Regions from separate parts of the Sus scrofa genome. Here region 2 is linked to region 1. The links are chromatin contacts, called in public HiChIP or PLAC-seq maps. All regions are on one chromosome and are shown on one strand. The core of a region is the stretch at or near the end of the contact, and the rest is flanking DNA. Distances in the headings are between cores, read along the strand shown. Region 1 holds the start of ADGRE1 (adhesion G protein-coupled receptor E1). Region 2 holds the start of DENND1C (DENN domain-containing protein 1C).

Region 1 (4,280 bases), core at 1,074-3,573:
AAGCCACAATGACTTTCAGATGTTTCAGAGGCCACACGTCACATCTTCCTTTTCCTGTTCCTTGGAAGCAAGTCACTGAGTCCAGCTCATATTCAAGGAGAGAAAAACTGGGTTCCCCCTCTGGAAGGGAGAAATATCAAAGAATTTGAGTAATAGCCACATCTTGGAGTTTTCTCTATGTGCCAGGCTTGGTTCTAAGCGTGAGATATATACCCACTCCTCTGATGCTCATCTTAACTCCATGAAATAGATTCTCCTTTTATCAGCCCCATTTTACAGATGGGAATGTTGAGGCATAGAGACATTAAGAAGTTGCCCAGGACCGCATATGACTAGCAAGTGGTGGAGTCGGGATTTAAATCCCCTGCGATCTGGTGCTAGGGTCTGTGTTGATCCACCAGTGTGTCTCTTAAATGTAACACAGCTCTGTTTATCCTCCTTCTTGGAGGGCTTTGCTGTATTTTCGTGCTCGTTCTTAGCTGCAGCTTCACTGGATAGGGTCTCTTGATCCACAGATGGAGCTGTTGATGAATCTTCTTCGGTGACCATAATTCCAGGGTAGGTATTTTGCCTTGCCCAGAGCGAAAAAGGAGAATATGAAAACAAATGGGGCTCTTCTTCCCAAGACCTCAGGGCTGGGCTTTGCCCTTCTGTTTTATCTTGGAGCACAGGATTTGGGTGCCCTAGCCTGACATCTGCCAGCCACTGCATTTTGTCATCAACAGGGCTATGGTCTGGAGCGCATTCTATCTGCTTGGAGGCCAGGTCTTAAGTTAACACAAGCCTCAATCAGTGACCGACAGCATCTGGTGGATAAATACCCCAGCTCCCTCACCCGCCTCGTTTGGGATAAGTCTGAAGAGGGTGCTTTAGGCTGTCTCTTAGGTAGTTTGGGATTAACATATACACACAATTACATATAAACGAGAGAAACAACAAGGACCTACTACATAGCACAGATGTCCTCAACCTCTGTTTCAGTTTCAGTTTTTTACTGGGTAACTTACTGGATAACATTCATTGTGGGCTCTTTTCCTTCCTTCTCTCACTTCTCCCATCCTCAGCTGGAGCGTTTTTGGGGTCACCTCCCTGATGAACTGCTTTCACTAGACGCCTTGTCTCAGCCTCTGCATCTGGGAGACCCTAACTAAGATATTCCTAGGCCACCCTGTTTATGAGAAGTTGCATGTGTATGTGTGTCTTCGGTTGGGCTTGGGGAGGGGGGATGGAGTGGGAGTGTCACCGACAGTGATCAGATATTATGGGGAGCTGAAGGCAAACAAAATGGTGAAAGTTCTAGTCTTTGGGGTCAGAGGGTCCTGGATTCAAATCTCAAGTCCAGGTAGTCTTGGACAAGACACATCTTCTCTCCAAGCCTCAGTTTCCTTTTTTCTTTTTTGTTTCTAGCATCTTTATTTTTAACTTTTCTTTCTTTATTTTTTATTAGAGTGTAGTTGATTTACAGCGTTGTATCAATTTCTGCTGCACAGCATAGTGACCCAAACATACATGTATATACATTCTTTTTTTCATACTGTCTTCCGTCATGTTCTATTCCAAGAGACTGGACATATTTCCTTGTGCTGTGCAGCCAGGACCCCATTGCTTAGCTCATCCATTCTAAATGTAATAGTTGACAGGGAGCTTGGGGTTGGTAGTTGCAATTTCCATTCTATTGTATTTTTAAATGAGATAGGTAGGGGTAGGAATCCCTACTTGATGATGCTGACATGGCGATGAAATTAAATTTTCTTGGAAACATATTTAGCACAGTGCCTGGTACTTGAGGTTTATGGTGGTTATTGTACGGGGAAAACTGGGAAAGGACCCTTGAGTTTTGGTCTTGCTTCATTGGGGATAGATGGTGGAAGCTCATTTATTACTGGGTGCAATAAAATAAGATGATGAGAAATGGGAGATAGATGTTGGTGGGGAAAGAACAAAGTGGAAGGGGGAGATAAATGAGGAGTTTGGGATTAACATATACACACTACTGTATATAAAAGAGATAAACAACAAGGACCTACTATATAGCACAGTAAATTATACTCAGTATCTTATAATAACCTGTAATGGAAAGGCTGAAAAAGAATATATATGTGTATACATTGTAAATTAACTATGCTGCAATTAAAAAAAAAAAAAAAGAAAGAAAGAATCCAGCAGGAAGGAAAGAGAGAGAGAGAGAGGGAGATGGATCCACACACTGACCCACCAGCCAGACCAACCTCTCTACACTGTGGAGAAAGGAGAAAATTAGGGGTTTGCTACACTGTCCTTTCCGAGTGGTGGCAACTCAGCAAAAAGGGCTGTGATGCTCTGGTTGCATTGAGCAATGCTGGCTCTGCCCTTCCCCTCTCTCCACACCCTCTGTTATTAAAAACTCTGGGAACAGAGAAAAGATTCTCCTCTTCGAATGACAGAAACACAGCAAGATGTGGAGCTTCAGTTTCCTTCTCTTTTGGGGTGAGTATGAGGCTGACTAGGGAGTCCGGGGGAAGATTACACTGGATATAGGCTGCAGGGAAAAGGGAGGGCCTTGGGCTATCCAGCCAAGAGATCATAATTCTAGACTGGACACTGCAAACATCTTCATCAGGAAAGCTTTGATAAAAATCAGGGAATTCATCTGCCAAGAAAGAATTTCTTTATAGTCCTTCATTTGGCATGTATTTTCTGAGCACCCACCGTGTACCAGCTGCCGTTCTAGGCACTGAGGATAGAGCAGTGAACAGACAAAGTTCCTGCCCTGTGAGGCTGACTTACCAGCAGGAAGAGGTAGGCAGAAAGGAAGCCACTAACGGTAATAGCAACCACTCACTTAGCACTGTTCTAAGTTCCTCAAATAGAGAACATATTCAGTCTTCACTAAATTCCTCTGATATTGGGTCCTGAAACAGTCCCATTTTACAAAGGAGAAAAAAATGAGGTAAAAGAAATTGAATAACTTGCCCAAGACCACTTATGTAATAAGGGAGTAGAGCCAGGGTTTTAAAGCCAGCCTGGTTCCAGAGTCTGTATGTTTTATTCCTAAACTATGCTGCTCCGAAGAATATATAAAACGGGGCATTCCAGGGGTGATAAGAGCTATGAAAGAAGCTGTCGTATAGTGTGATCGGGGGTTATATAGAAGGAGGAAACCAGGGAAGGTATTTCTTTTCTTTCTTTCTTTCTTTCTTTTCTTTTTAGGGCTGCACCCACAGCTTATGGAAGTTCCCAGGCCAGAGGTTGAATCAGAGCAACAGCTGCTGGCCTACACCACAGCCACAGCAATGCAGGATCCAAGCTGCATCTGTGACCAACACTACAGCTCCCAGCAACGCTGGATCCTTAACCCACTGAGCGAGGCCAGGGATCAAACTCACGTCCTCATGTACACTAGTCAGATTCATTTCTGCTGCTCCAAGATGAGAACTCCTTTCCTGTTCTTTTATTTCTTTTTCTTCAGGTGTCAGTTTTTCTTGGTCTTGCTTTTTTCATGTCATTGTTCCCTTCATGGGTCTTGTGAGTTTTCATCATTGGTTCAAATCTAAGAATAGGAGACCTTTTCTAAGCAACAAGTGTGGGTTTCCTCAGCTGTTGTACAGTGGATTTGTTTCCCTTATTACACATAAGAGAAAACATAGGCACAAAGAAATTAAGTAACTTTCCCAAGGCCGCACAGTCTGTAATTGGTGAAGCTAGATTTTGACACCAAACATGTGATGTCAGAGTTGATATGCTTAAACATGATGCTCTGTTGCCTCTAAAATAACTAAAGAGCAAGAGAAATTTCAATTAGTGATACTGAGGGAAGTTGGAAGTTTAGGTTTGTGAGACTTGTTGAGTGGCAGGTTTCATTAGAAAGAGCAGGTGACTGTGGACCCCAAATCCTGAATTGTGGCCTTGTTTCTTTGGGGGTGTCAGCACTGGGATTAGCCATTAGCACTCTTTTTTTTTTGTCTTTTTACCATTTCTTGGGCTGCTCCCACGGCATATGGAGGTTCCCAGGACAGGGGTCAAATCGGAGCTGTAGCCACCGGCCTACGCCAGAGCCACAGCAATGTGGGATCTGAGCTGCATCTGCCACCTACACCACAGCTCACAGCAACGCGGATCCTTAACCCGCTGAGCAAGCCCAGGGATCGAACCTGCAATCTCATGGTTCCTAGTTAGATTCGTTAACCACTGCGCCACGGGAACTCCCTGCCATTAGCACTCTTTATTCTGCCCGCAAGAAACAAAGAGTGGTGGTGATGACACTGGTGATGGTGATGATGATGATGGGGATAATGATGATG
Region 2 (4,280 bases), core at 1,188-3,687, 300 kb before region 1:
CAGCTCCCATGCCCAGACCCCTATATCCTAACACCTGAGGATGCACAGACAACTGTGGGCACCAGCACGAAGGCGGCAGAAACCAAATCTGCGGGTACCAGTCAGGTCCGTGAGGGCAAAGGTGAAGTGCTGTACAGCGCTGCTGGGGGGCTCCCTGGAAGCAGGAAAGGCTCTCAGAGAGACCTAAGCATCCCACCTCCCTGACCACCCCTCTCCATGCCCCCAGCAATACTCCTAGTACTGCATTCACCGTTTGGGGCCCTGAGTGTATAGGTCCCTAGATGTCAGGGTCCCTGAGCCCCTGGATCCCTGAGGCCCTGGATCCCTGGTCCCCCATCCCTGAGTCCCTGTGTCTCTGAGCCCTTGACACCCTGAGGTCCTGGATCTGAGTCCCTGGGTCCCTAAGCCCCAGGATCCCTGAGGCCTTGACTCCCTGAGGCCCTGTACCTCTGAGTCCCTGGGTCCTTGAGCCCCTGGATCCCTGCGTCCCTGGGTCCCTACACCCCTAGATCCCTGGGCCCCTGGACCCCTGGGTCTCTGGGTAAATGAGTCCCTTTGTGTTTAAGTCACTATTTGTCAGAGTCCCCAGGTGCCTAAGTGTCTGAGTCCCTGGGTCCCTGAGCCCCAGTGTCCCTGGGGATATGGTGTCTGATATCTGAGTTTCTGAGTGTTTGAGTCCCTGGGGTCTGAGTCTCCGGGTCCTTGGGTGTCTGCTTCCTTCCATACCTTTCCACATCAAAAGGGAAGCAGAATTTGGGCACCATCTGCATAGCCTCCTGGGGGTGGAGAGAAGCACACACTGCTTGGCCACTCGGGTTGGGCCCCACCCCTGAGCCCCCATCCCCTCCGCCAGGTGGGCAGGCCCTGGGCAAGGGGGGGAAGCAAGGAACCAGCCTACGTACCCGGTCCCTGAAGTCTGGGGGGAACTGCCGCAGGATAGGGGGATCTGCGTGGAGAGCGGGCCCTAAGTTGAAGGTCCTGGACCCACCCCCCCATCTTCCCACCCCCACCAAGGCCCCCACTCACCCTCCTGCAGGGAGGCAGGGTAGGCCGCTTCGAAGAACCAATCAAACACAGCAGGGGGATCCCCTCTGTGGGACAGGAAAGTGTTTAGTGGGTCCAGGGACTCCCTTCTGTGTATATGGCTGTGTCTGTGCGGAGTCTACACATGTGTGCATGCCTGTGTGTGTGTGTGTGTGTGTGTGTGTGTGTGTGACTCTATTCTGTATCTGCCTGAAAGGATAAGACTGTCCAGGGCTGGAGTTCCCGTTTTGGCTCCGGGGTTACAAACCCAACAAGTATCCATGAGGATGCAGTTTTGATCTCTGGCCTCAGTGGGTTAAGGATCCAGCATTGCCATGAGCTGTGTATAGGTTGCAGATGGGGTGTGGATCCTGCATGCTGTGGCCGTGGGGCAGACCTGGCAGCTGCAGCTCTGATTTGACTCCTAGCCTGGGAACTTCTGTATGCTGCAAGCCCGGCCCTAAAAAAAAAAGGCAAAAAAAGAAAAATAGTGTCCAGGATATGTGTCAGGTAAGATTGATTGTAGGTGTGGCCAGAGTGAGGGTGAATATCACCTCCATTTTCTTGCAAGGCCATGCAGGTCACTGGGTCTATGTCTGAGCCCCTGCATGTGTGTCTTTGAGTATGAGACTTCCTGGGGTCCTGGATACCAACCCCAGATTTCTCATCAGAGGAGGGAAAGCAGTATGCCCTGGTCCTTTTGCAAACCATGCAGTCTCTGCCTTCCTCCCCTCCTCCCTCCCCCGTCCACCACGCAGGGGATGCTGGGACTTGGTCTTGGGGAGAAAGAGAGAAGAAGAGAATGGGGAGTGAGTGCAGACACACAGTCTCAAATATGGGGACCCCCATCCCTTCATCCTCACGCCGACACAGGACCCACACAGCAAATCACACACATGGATACACAGAGGACCCCCGCCCCCGTCCCTGCTGCTGAACCCCCGGAAGCCAGCCTCCCCATCACTCAGAAATTACACCAAGAGACACACGTTCAGAGTTACAAACTTAGTTGTATAGAGCCAAGAGGAGAGAGAGAGAGAGAGAAAGAGAGAGAGGGAGGGATTAGAAGGTCCCAAGTGGCCTGAGTGTGCCAGAGGGTAGAGTCCATACTGTATGCCCGCTGAGAGTCCTGCTCAGATTCCAGCCACCTGTCCCTGTGGCTCACGGTCCCTCCTGGACCTGCCCCAACCTTGCCTCCCTTGGCCCCAGCCCAGGCCTGGTCTGGGAATCTTGGTCCAGAGGATGGGAGAGGGGGTGGCTCTTACTCGGCTGTGGATCCCATGGTCCCTGCAGGGCTGGCCCAGCGGGGCCCTTTCCCCAGGGTCCTGGGGGCCTGTGTTTTCACAGGGCTGGGCCCTGAGCTGGCTCAGCTTCCTGTGTGGCTTAGAGAGGAAGTTTAATGGGTGACGTCCCCGGAGGCAGGTCCCCGCCCCCACCCACAACCAGAGACCTAGGCATCCTGCTTAGAGCCTTCCACTGGATAGGTGGGCAGCAGGTGGTGCAGGCTCATCGGCTAGACCCCCAGCTTCATGCTGCCAGGCTGGGCCACATCTGGACCCTGATATCACACCCAAGCCTTCCTCTCTGTGGCAGCCAAGTATTCCAGTTTGCCTAAAATGCTTCCTCTTCCCTCAACTTGCTTTCCTTTGGTCCATCTGCGCTGGCCATTCCCTGTATGACCACCAGAGGGAGCCAGGCTGGAGAGGGGACATAGTACCAGGCAGGTGGACAGACAACAGACAAAACATACACACAGACAGACAACAGACACAGGGCCAGGAAGTGACCAGCACAGACAAACAGATCAGCACAGCCACAGATGACAAACAGACACAGAGAGATATCAAGTCATGTGGGCAGAACATAGTCATGGACACAAACTGACAGCACAAGCATGGAGCAGTCCTTGTCCATCTAGATGACAGATGCAGAAAGACAACACACAGTAGCAGCGGGCAGACAGTTCCAGACAGAGACAACCAACAGCAGACACACATGCAGAGACCACAGCCGGCAATTCAAAGAGGACAACAGAGAAGGAGACCCAGACAAGAGACAGAAACGCAAAGCGCATAGACATAGAGCAGTAACAAGGGGACAGACACAGTTGGGCCCAGCCACAAGTCAAATTTATAGCCAGATCTAGTCACACACACAGAGAGACACACAGCCAGACACCCACTCAAGCAGAGCTGCAGACTCAGAAACAGGCAGACACCCAAGCAGACAGTCACGTTGAAAAACAAAGATACATAGACACACTTGCCGGCACAAAGGCAGGACACAAAATAGGTACTCGTGGTCATGCACACACACGAAATCACACAGACAAACTCAGAGAGTCAAAATGAAGCAGTTGGAATTCCCTGGCGGCTTGGTGGGTTAAGGATCTGGCATTATCACTGCTGTGGCTTGGGTCACTGCTGTGACAAGGGATCTATCCCTGGCTCTGGAACTTCCAAATGCCACAGGCACAGCCAAAAAAAAAAAAAAGAAAGAAAGAAAGCAGCTGAATAAAAAGAAGGAAAAATGTACCCGAGTCTGCAAGATTGCTCAGCCTCCTGCAAGATATTGAGAATGTCTATATGGATATGGGTGAGAATTTGCATGAATCCACATGTGACCCGGCATGGCCTGGGATATATGGGGGTGAATGCGGTGTGTCCGCGTGCCTGTGGAATTTGTGTCTAGTCTATTGGGCTGAGTGAGGATGTGGATGACTGGGGATTTTCATTCTGTGCATGTCCATATGACTCTGGGTGCAAGGGTATTTCCATGCTGAGGAAGTGCTTGGGGAAGGGGGGAGAGCATAAGCATATGAATGCACACACACACACACACACACACACACACACACATCCAAAGCCTCCGGCCAAGACATAGGTGAATGAGGATGAACACAGATTGGTGCCCTCTTTCTCTCCAAGGGGTGCTGGATTCCAGAAAGGGTTGGGGATCAGGGGTGCAGTGTACCCCAGGCATCCCTTTCCCCCTCTTACACTCTCGGACTTTGCTATAGAGTGCATTTTGGTGCCTCCCCCAAATTTACATGATAAATTTTAACCCCCAAGGGGATGGTATGTGGAGATGGGGGTCACTAGGGTGAAGCACACATAAATAGGATCAATGTCCTCATCAAAGCGATGCCAGAGAGATTCCTCACCCCTTCTTCCATGCAAAGACACACAGTAGGAAGACAGCCATCTGTGAACCAGGAAGCAACTTCTCACCAGACACCAAATCTCCCAGCGCCTTAG

What was found. HiChIP or PLAC-seq counts read pairs in DNA pulled down with a chosen protein or histone mark.
Region 2: an H3K27ac HiChIP or PLAC-seq map of alveolar macrophages shows a contact between it and region 1. The contact joins the promoter of DENND1C here to the promoter of ADGRE1 in region 1. A contact is called at or near these places in 1 of 5 promoter capture datasets (fetal liver) and 1 of 2 datasets of contacts at active chromatin or transcription factors (alveolar macrophages).

The regions. Positions count from the first base shown.
Region 1 is chr2:72,303,968-72,308,247 of Sscrofa11.1, reverse strand. It overlaps ADGRE1 (adhesion G protein-coupled receptor E1), which reads left to right and starts at 2,323. Exons shown (of 42, transcript XM_021083974.1): 1 at 2,323-2,466. The coding sequence starts at 2,436.
Region 2 is chr2:72,608,700-72,612,979 of Sscrofa11.1, reverse strand. It overlaps DENND1C (DENN domain-containing protein 1C), which reads right to left and starts at 2,437. Exons shown (of 23, transcript XM_003480816.4): 1 at 2,289-2,437; 2 at 1,027-1,091; 3 at 903-946; 4 at 727-776; 5 at 35-154. The coding sequence starts at 2,305.